2 separate regions of the Mus musculus genome follow, and region 1 is linked to region 2. Evidence: chromatin contacts called from public HiChIP or PLAC-seq data. All regions are on one chromosome and are shown on one strand. Each heading gives the region's core, a stretch centred on a gene start, on an enhancer-like site or on the middle of the called end of the contact. The rest is flanking DNA. Distances are from core to core; before and after follow the strand shown.

Region 1 (4,053 bases), core at 1,197-3,696, 530 kb before region 2:
TGGATACAAGAACTCATTTTCATCACTATAAAATAACACAAAGTGTCACCTAAGCTATAAGCTTATTAGTAGAACTAGAGTGTATAGAGCAATAGAGTGAGTGACCCATAAATGGGTTTTCAAAACTGTGTTTATCATACATAAAACATTATGACATAGACTAAAAATGGTAACTGCAGGATAGAAAGAGCACTGAAAGGTAAGAGATAAGGAGAACAGTCCTGAGCTTTTGTGTGATACCCTAGAATAGAGAGGGGGAAATGCATCAAAAGCATCAAGTTACTTCGCCATACTTGGTTTGCTTTCCTATCATCATCTTAATGGTTTGTCAACATCAGTCAAAGCAGGGAACAATATATAACGTCCAGTTTGTTTCAGACTCTGAAAGGGGAACACTGATGGTGACACCTACACATTTCTTAGTCTGCAAAACAAGACTGATACTATGCAGGGTATATCAGAACACATTTGGCTTTACATTCTATGGCACCCTCTAGTGGTGTACAAAAAAAAGTATTGCATTTTAGCTCCCCTCCCCCACCCGCCCCGCCCAAAGCAGTGGTTCTCAAATTTTCGAGTGCATGGATTCACTAGAACAATCTGTACTGGCGTGGATTGCCAAGCCCCACCCGGAAAGCCTTTGATTTATGAGCCGTAAAGTAGAGCCTACGAATCTCATATTCTGATAACTTACTGGGTTTTACTGATGCTTCTGATTTGTCTGAGTTGGAGAACTGCTTTAAGACAACCTTTCACTGTTGTGGCTGGAGAGACGGCTCTACCAGAGGACCCAAGTTAGGTTCCCAGCATCCATGTCAGGTGTCTCAGAACAGCCAGGAATTCCAGCTCCGGAGGACCCAGTGCCTCTGACTTCTGAACACATGTCACATACACACATGTAGATGTATGCCTAATTAAAAACAGTAAAATTTAAAAAAATTAAAAATCCTTCACCCGTGTGTACAAATACATATAATTAGTAACTAAAACCTATTTTTTTTTGGCTGATTATAGTGTAGTAGAATTTTGTTAAGAAAAAAGAAATACCTATGGGAAGGATTTAAAACAACATCTGAAATAGAGAAAATATTAAAAATTGATGGTCTGACTCGGGAGATGTAGGGGGTCTGCTGCTCAAGCATGAGGGCCTAAGTTCAGTTCCCCAGCACGTATATAAAAGCCGAACATGGGGCACCTATCTATAACCCCCGTATTTTAAGGGGGACTGTTGGTAGAAATGGGCAGATCCTGGGAGCTCACTGACAAGCCAGTATAGCCCATGTAGTAAACTCTGAGTTCAGTGAGATCCTTCCATAGAAAATAGGGTGAACCGCAACAGAGGGAAAAGACCTAAATGAAGGTGAACTTTAGCCGCGAAATGCACAGGTCACACAGGTACATCGAGAAAAAAAAAAACCCTCAAGGCGACATCATTATGCGCTGTGAAACCTAAGTGAAATGCTTTCCTACTTACTATCGACTTTAAAAGACACAACCACGTTTTTTTTTTTTTCGGAATTGTAACGAGAATAGTAGGGGAGAAAATGCCCTTTGTCTTCGAAAAACAGCTTAGTCAGGAACTCCACTACCCCCAAGGCTGTACCTGATAACCAGCCCCCAATGACATCAGTCGCTAAGATAACCAGACACGGGACAAGAATCCCATGACGCCCGCTGGACTGTGAGTATATAAGGAGGGAGATAGAAAGCATCGGTCTTTCGCTGCACACCTGGAGAGACACCTTGAGCCGCCCTTGTGGCTGGAGAGTCTCCCTAGGCGCCTGCATCGGAGACTAGGCCTGATCTTCAGGTAAGGTCCGTCACACAGGTGAGCTCCCTCAGGGGGGAACAGGCTTAAAACTGTAGTTAGGAACTAAGAGTTTTAACTGTGTGATGACTCTCACCGTGATAAAATATAACTTTTGGTATATTAAGTACCTACCTTCTCACTCCGGACAGCACAGAACCACTACATAAACCTGAGGGGCCAACACACGTACCTGATAAAAATTTCAAGAGGGGAAAAAAGTGAGCAAAAAGAATATTCTTTCATTGGTTTATTTATGTAGTGACGGGGCCTCAATATGTAATCTAAGCTGGCCTTTAATTTGCGGCCCTTCTTCCTCCCAAGCGCTGATACTGCGGCTGCGCCACAGCTCACGAAGGGTTTTAGCATCAGAATTTAGGCCCATTTATCAATCCTGAGAAAAAACAAAAGATGTGCCAGAACAGGTGACTTTTTTTTTTTTTTTTTTTTTTGCTTAAGGAAATTAACCAGAATTTTCGGATATATAATTCCTTGCCTAGTACTGTTACTTCACAGAACTTGATCTTATTCATCTTTAGGAATTTAAGATATATATATGAGTCAGCCAGAGATTAGGGAGCCCATAAAATAAGAAGTGGGTGGAGCAAAAAAATCAATCTCACAATCCCTGGGAACCAAGCAGTAACTCCTTTGGCTGGGATTTGGTGACATCTAGCGGCAGATTCAAGAGGTTTACTGCTCAGCCAGTGAACTTTCTGGAAAATTGGCCGAATGTGTATTTGATCACTCCGCTTGGAGATTAGGAAAAAAGGTAGGTGAGGCTCACCACCCACAGGAAACTGGAGTTGTCTCTATCACTGGGGAATTTAGTTGCCTATGTTTTCATTAAAATTTTGTGTGCCAATTTAGCGATAAACCTGGTGAGGGGGCATAAGGGAGATTCGCAGTAAATTTGGTGAAGGGCAAAGGGGAGGCCTTGGGGACAGAGAGGAGGGGGTGTACAACTGGAAACTTGAAAGAAACGCCCTTTTACGTTACTAATATAGTTCTGAATCTTAACCATGGAAGAAGTTTATTTTGGTGGACTATAATGTGGGAATAATGATCATCTCTAGGGTCTAAAATTAAATCGGACTGGGTGGAGTGGCGCATGCTTTTAATCCCAGCGCTCGAAGGCCGTGAAGGGACAGGTGGATCTCCGAGTTCCAGGCCAGCCAGGGCTACCTAGTTACAACAGGCCTCAAAAACAAACAAAAAAACGAAAAAAGGCAAAGAAAAGAAAGGAATTTGATTAAATCGGCAGGCCTTTTCTTACAGAAGCCCTTTCCTTTAGATACTAGCACTGTCCTAGTTATTCTCAGTTTTATTAATGCAGTTTGCAAACATAAAAAAGGCAGAAAAATCCACCAAAATGAGGGACCTCGCCTACGCTCACGCGCGCGCGCGCACACACACACACACACACACACACACACACACTCACACACGGCCCCTCCCGTCCCCACCAGGGCAGCACGCCTGCGCACACCCATCATCGCCAGCGCCACGAGGGCGGCTGTGCGCCCACACCCACACTCCACAGCCACGCGAGCCTGCCTGCGCCCGCGTGCGCGCAGACACCCCGTTTCTCCAAAGCATCCAGGCATCCGCCCAGTGGCACTCACCACCCTCACACGCCTCACACCTCAAAACCTTCACCATTCCTTTGCCTTTGGTTTTTTTGGGGGGGCGTTGGTGTTTTTTTTTCCTCTCTCCCCAGGTCCGCGAGTTGCGCAACAGGCTCGGGGGCGTGGCCCCGGGTCTGCCCTCGCTCTTCCCACTCGCGGGAACCTTAGCTCATTTCCGCCTAGCCTGTTTCCGCCAGCCACGTCGGCACTTCCTTTCCCAGCGGGGCGGGGGCGGGGGAGGGGAGCGGACCCACAAACCCATAATGCCTCCCTGCAGGAGAGAAGGCGAGCGCGAGGGGGGGAAAAAAAAAACCCACGGTCAGGGGAACTCTGGGTCGTGAAGACGGGCCACGTGAACGCGCTGCCCTATAGACTTCTGACCCAACGGCTGGAGCGCACTTGGAGGGCGGGCTAAGATCCTAAAAGAACCATCGCCATTGGCGGGAGCCCTCACTGAAGAAGGATGCTAATTGGTTTGCAGTCGGCCCTAAGCATGAAGAAGCAGGTTGCTAGCACCCGCCTTTACTGCGGCTGAGTGTCACTGCTGACGTGGGGGCGGCTGTCCAATCATCTGGGTATGGAACATTCTAAAACTCAGACAAGACGGCTAGGATTGGC
Region 2 (4,197 bases), core at 1,233-3,732:
GATGGATTTGATATCAAGGTGGGTCGAGAGAACTGACTCCCAAAAGGTGTTCTCTGCCTTAAGCACACGCACCAATTAATAAAGCCAAACATTTGGAATGAGTGCACTGCTGCAACAGGCTAGGCAGTAACAAGAGTACTGCCTGCAGCCAAGAAATTTTTATGCTTTAATAATTTACCATGACAAGAATATTACTATGCACAAAAAATTACTCCAACGGACTATATTAGCTCATATCACCATTTATGGCAGAGGCCCAAGGGCCCTTGGAGATTGTGCAGTCCCTCATGAGATTCGGGTATAACTCAGCTAAGCACAGGACTGGATAGCAAGAGGTTGCCTTTGTGAACACTACGCATCCTATGGAATCATAACATGAAGCCAGACCACATTTTCTGGGAGTAGGATAGTAAGTGCAGGATTGTGATATAGAAACTAATGTTACTAATCAAAGGAAATAACAAGCTACTCACACAAGCAATGACAGATGAATCTCAAAAGATATGCTTAGGGAAAGCTACCAGGTAAAGAGGAGTGTGTTCTAGATGATTTGTTCCATGATGTCCAGAATAAGCAAACATAAGCTATACAATATACACATGACCATTTTTGTATGACTGACAAGATAACTTCTTCCACAGAGGAAAACAGTCTCTATCTTGATAGTCCTTTATCTGTTGATAAATATGTTAAATTTTAAATTACACAGTTTAACTATGACTATCTTGGACCGAGGATGCAGGTCAATGGTAAGATGCTTGCCTACCATGCAGGAAGCCCCAGGTTTTATCCCAATACTACAAAAAGAAAACGTGTACATGTTATTGTATGTCTTGAATGCTCTCATCCTTGTTTTAGTTTTCATATATAGCTGACTTCTAAGCATTTCACCTTTAGCCAGAAAGTGGTAATGCACATCTTTATTCCTAGCACTCAGGAGGCAGAGGCAGGCAGATCTCTGAGTTTGAGGCCAGTCTGGTCTATTGAGTGAGTCCCAGGATAATCACGGTTACACAGAGAAACCCTGTCTTGAGAAAGAAAGAAAAAAAAAACCTTCACATTTAAAGCTCATGAAGTGTATACATAATACTTCTGAGTTTCAATTTCCACTTGCTCATGACTAGAATACCAAAGAAAAGTGTATTTTGTTGGTTAATTATGTACCCGAAACCTTCCTGCACTGAATTCCCAATTCTCTGGGGGATCGCCTTTCCCTGTTCACTACTCCTGCTGCCCTCTCAGCCACCAAAGCTGGTCCTGAAATAGATTTACTGTATGTAACTTAAGATTATTTAAATACATGCTCATTGACTTGCAAATACATATGAACCACTTGAAGCAGAACTTTCTGAAAGAGATTTGTTCATTTCTTTTCATTGTGAAAATCTGACGAGGTTTTACAGCACAGTAAATTCTGGCTCACCTCATGAAAATGCCTTGCATGTCTAGGGGCCCCTCACAAGGGGAGCATCAGCTGCCCTGTCCTTTTTCCAAGGTCCAAAAACAGCAGCTGCTGCCTGTGGAGTCTATATTTATATAATGACTTAGCAGGAGAGACAGATGGTTGGCTTTTTTTCCCCCAAATTTAATCCTGTTTTTCAAATAAGACTATTTTTTTTAATGAGACAAGATCTCCCCAGCCTAGGCCAGTGTTAAACTGGAAATCCTCCTGCCTCAGTTCTCCCAGTGCTGGGTTTTTACAAACAAGAGGCGCCATTCCTTTTCTTTTCAAAAATTTTAACACAAATATAATTACATCACTTTTCCTTTCCCAAGCCCCTTGTCTCTAACTCCTCCCATGCTTGCCCTATTCTCAAATCAAAAGCCTCTCCCCGCCTTACTATCACTGCATATAAAAGATAGGTGCTTTTCGTGATCCCCCGAAGAGCACTACTATGGGGCTCCATTAAGAAATTTTAAAAATCAGACAGGTGGTAGTGGCACACGCCTTTAATCCGAGCACTCGGGTGGCAGAGGCGGGCGGATCTCTGAATTCCAGTTCAGCCTGAACTACAGAGTGAGTTCCAGGACAGCCAGGACTCACAGAGAAACCCTGTCTCCAAGGGAGGGGGAGGGAGGGACTGAGAAGAGAGGAGGGGGAGGGAGGGACAGAGGGAGGCAGCTTTTTTAAATCTACACAAGCCCACTTCTTGACTAACTTTTCCCCACATACTTTAGGGAAGTAAAAAGGAAAAGTCCAGGGGACAACAGAAGAAAGGAGGCACAACCTGGGAACAGAGGGAGAGGGGAAAATCAATCCCCCAGAGAACTGGGAATGGCCAGCAGCCCACAGAGCACCCACTGCCCTTCTTTTTGTCAGGCCATGAAATGCCCAGGGCTCAGAGAGACAGGGCCCAAGCTGGAGACCTTAAAGGGACCCAGAGGTGAAGAAGGGACCTGAACTTTGCACAGCAAGACACTGGGGGCGGAAAGAGGGGCTGGGGCCGGGGGCGGAGCTTTGGCTTCTGACGCAAGTGGCACGTGACTAGCCCACGCAGGCTCACACCCCTCGCTGGGTCTCGGACCTGCCCTCGCTCACTCTCTCCAGCCCGCCATCCCTAACGGAGGCACCTGTTCCTGGTGGCGCAGCTCCTGGTGGCGCAGAGCACGCGGGCCCGGGCGGCGCGGAAAGCAGCAGGAGGAGGAAGAGCGGAGCAGGTGAGGGGGACGGCGGACCGGACCCGCGGAGCCCGTCGTCGGGGTCCCGTGGCCGCCACCCGGGCCGTCGGCAGCGCAGGCCGAGGCTGCAGGTGGCCGTCCTGGTGTGCGCAGCGGCGCGGCCGGACAGGGAGGGGGCGGCGGGCCCGGGCGGAGACCCTCGGGGAGTAGGAGCATGCGCCCCGCGACAGCTTCCCATAGACCCCGGCATCCCTGCATGGGGGGGGGAGACCCAGGGTCGGCGTGGAGGGATGGGGGCGGCCGAGGCGGCGGGAAGAGCCTGGGCGGTGGCGCTCAGGACAGCGCCACAGGTCCTCCCTCCCACCTACTCACCCATCCTTCTGGGTTGATCGCAGGTCTGAGAAGCAGAAGCTTCGCGGCGCACCTGGTGGTGAGCATCTCTAGAAAGAGGAGAAGGCAAGGATAGGCCCAGGTAGGTGCAGGGGCAGGGCTGGGGACTAAGAGGAGGAAAGAGAATGTGCGCAGAGCTGGGTAGGTCAGAGGCCTGCTTGCCACCCCTTTACCGGGTTCATCTCTCCCATCCTATTCTTCCATTTTGATGACGCAGATGCATCAGATATATCTGCAGGAAACACGGTGGGCTTTGGGGAAGAGGTGGGCCAGATTTCAACCCTCTTGAGAGCTACGGACCTTTCAGATGGGGAAATGAATTTTGAATGGTGCAAAGCAGAGACTCTTGTCCTCGTTAGTGATCAATCCACGAAGAAATCTTTTCCTTCTCTTGCTTCTTAGGAGTAATGGAGTCCAAAGATCAAGGCGTGAAAAATCTCAACATGGAGAATGACCATCAGAAAAAGGAGGAGAAGGAAGAAAAGCCACAAGATACCATCAGAAGGGAGCCAGCTGTGGCCCTGACCTCCGAGGCTGGCAAAAACTGTGCACCTAGAGGAGGTCGCAGGCGGTTCCGGGTTCGGCAGCCCATCGCTCACTATAGATGGGACCTGATGCAGAGGGTTGGGGAGCCCCAGGGAAGGATGAGAGAGGAGAACGTACAGAGGTTTGGGGGTGATGTGAGACAGCTCATGGAGAAGCTGAGGGAAAGGCAGCTGAGCCACAGCCTGCGGGCGGTTAGCACTGACCCGCCTCATCATGACCACCATGATGAGTTTTGCCTCATGCCCTGAGTCCTGAGCTTTTCTCTGAAGATGACATGGGGACCCCTGCCTTGTGATGTACAAATTTTGAGGTTACTCCTTTTTATGTAGATCTCTCCCTGTTACCAGCTTCTAATTGAAACTTGTGTTTTTTACTCGGCCTATAATTCTTTTGTTAGCAGAATTTATCAATTGCATGGGAAGATCCGTATTACCTATTGTGAACCTAATAAAGCAGATTTAAAAGGCATCCTCTGTACTCATCTTTTCTTTATATAAGAGTATGAACAGCCACATGAGTGGAGTAAGTAGTGCTCACCACGGGAAGATCTGAAAAACGTTTCCCTTATATTTATTTTCGAAGTTGAACACATTATTTAATGAAGAATTTAGTTGCGTTAAGAGATGACTCCCCAATGGAGGA

Evidence for each region. HiChIP or PLAC-seq counts read pairs in DNA pulled down with a chosen protein or histone mark.
Region 1: an H3K27ac HiChIP or PLAC-seq map of epiblast stem cells shows a contact between it and region 2, with 3 times the contacts expected there. The contact joins the promoter of BC065397 here to the promoter of Bex1 in region 2. A contact is called at or near these places in 2 of 39 promoter capture datasets (cranial neural crest and embryonic stem cells) and 2 of 115 datasets of contacts at active chromatin or transcription factors (embryonic stem cells and epiblast stem cells).

Annotation. Positions count from the first base shown.
Region 1 is chrX:136,741,350-136,745,402 of GRCm38.p6, reverse strand. It overlaps BC065397 (cDNA sequence BC065397), which reads right to left and starts at 2,446. Exons shown (of 10, transcript NR_033324.1): 1 at 695-2,446. Morf4l2 (mortality factor 4 like 2) reads left to right here and starts at 4,051. Exons shown (of 4, transcript NM_001168226.1): 1 at 4,051-4,053.
Region 2 is chrX:136,213,798-136,217,994 of GRCm38.p6, reverse strand. It overlaps Bex1 (brain expressed X-linked 1), which reads left to right and starts at 2,482. Exons shown (of 3, transcript NM_009052.2): 1 at 2,482-2,658; 2 at 3,015-3,091; 3 at 3,412-4,023. The coding sequence starts at 3,417. The coding sequence ends at 3,803. It overlaps LOC115489115 (atherin-like), which reads right to left and starts at 3,076. Exons shown (of 2, transcript XM_030251536.1): 1 at 2,992-3,076; 2 at 2,518-2,871. The coding sequence starts at 3,057. The coding sequence ends at 2,536.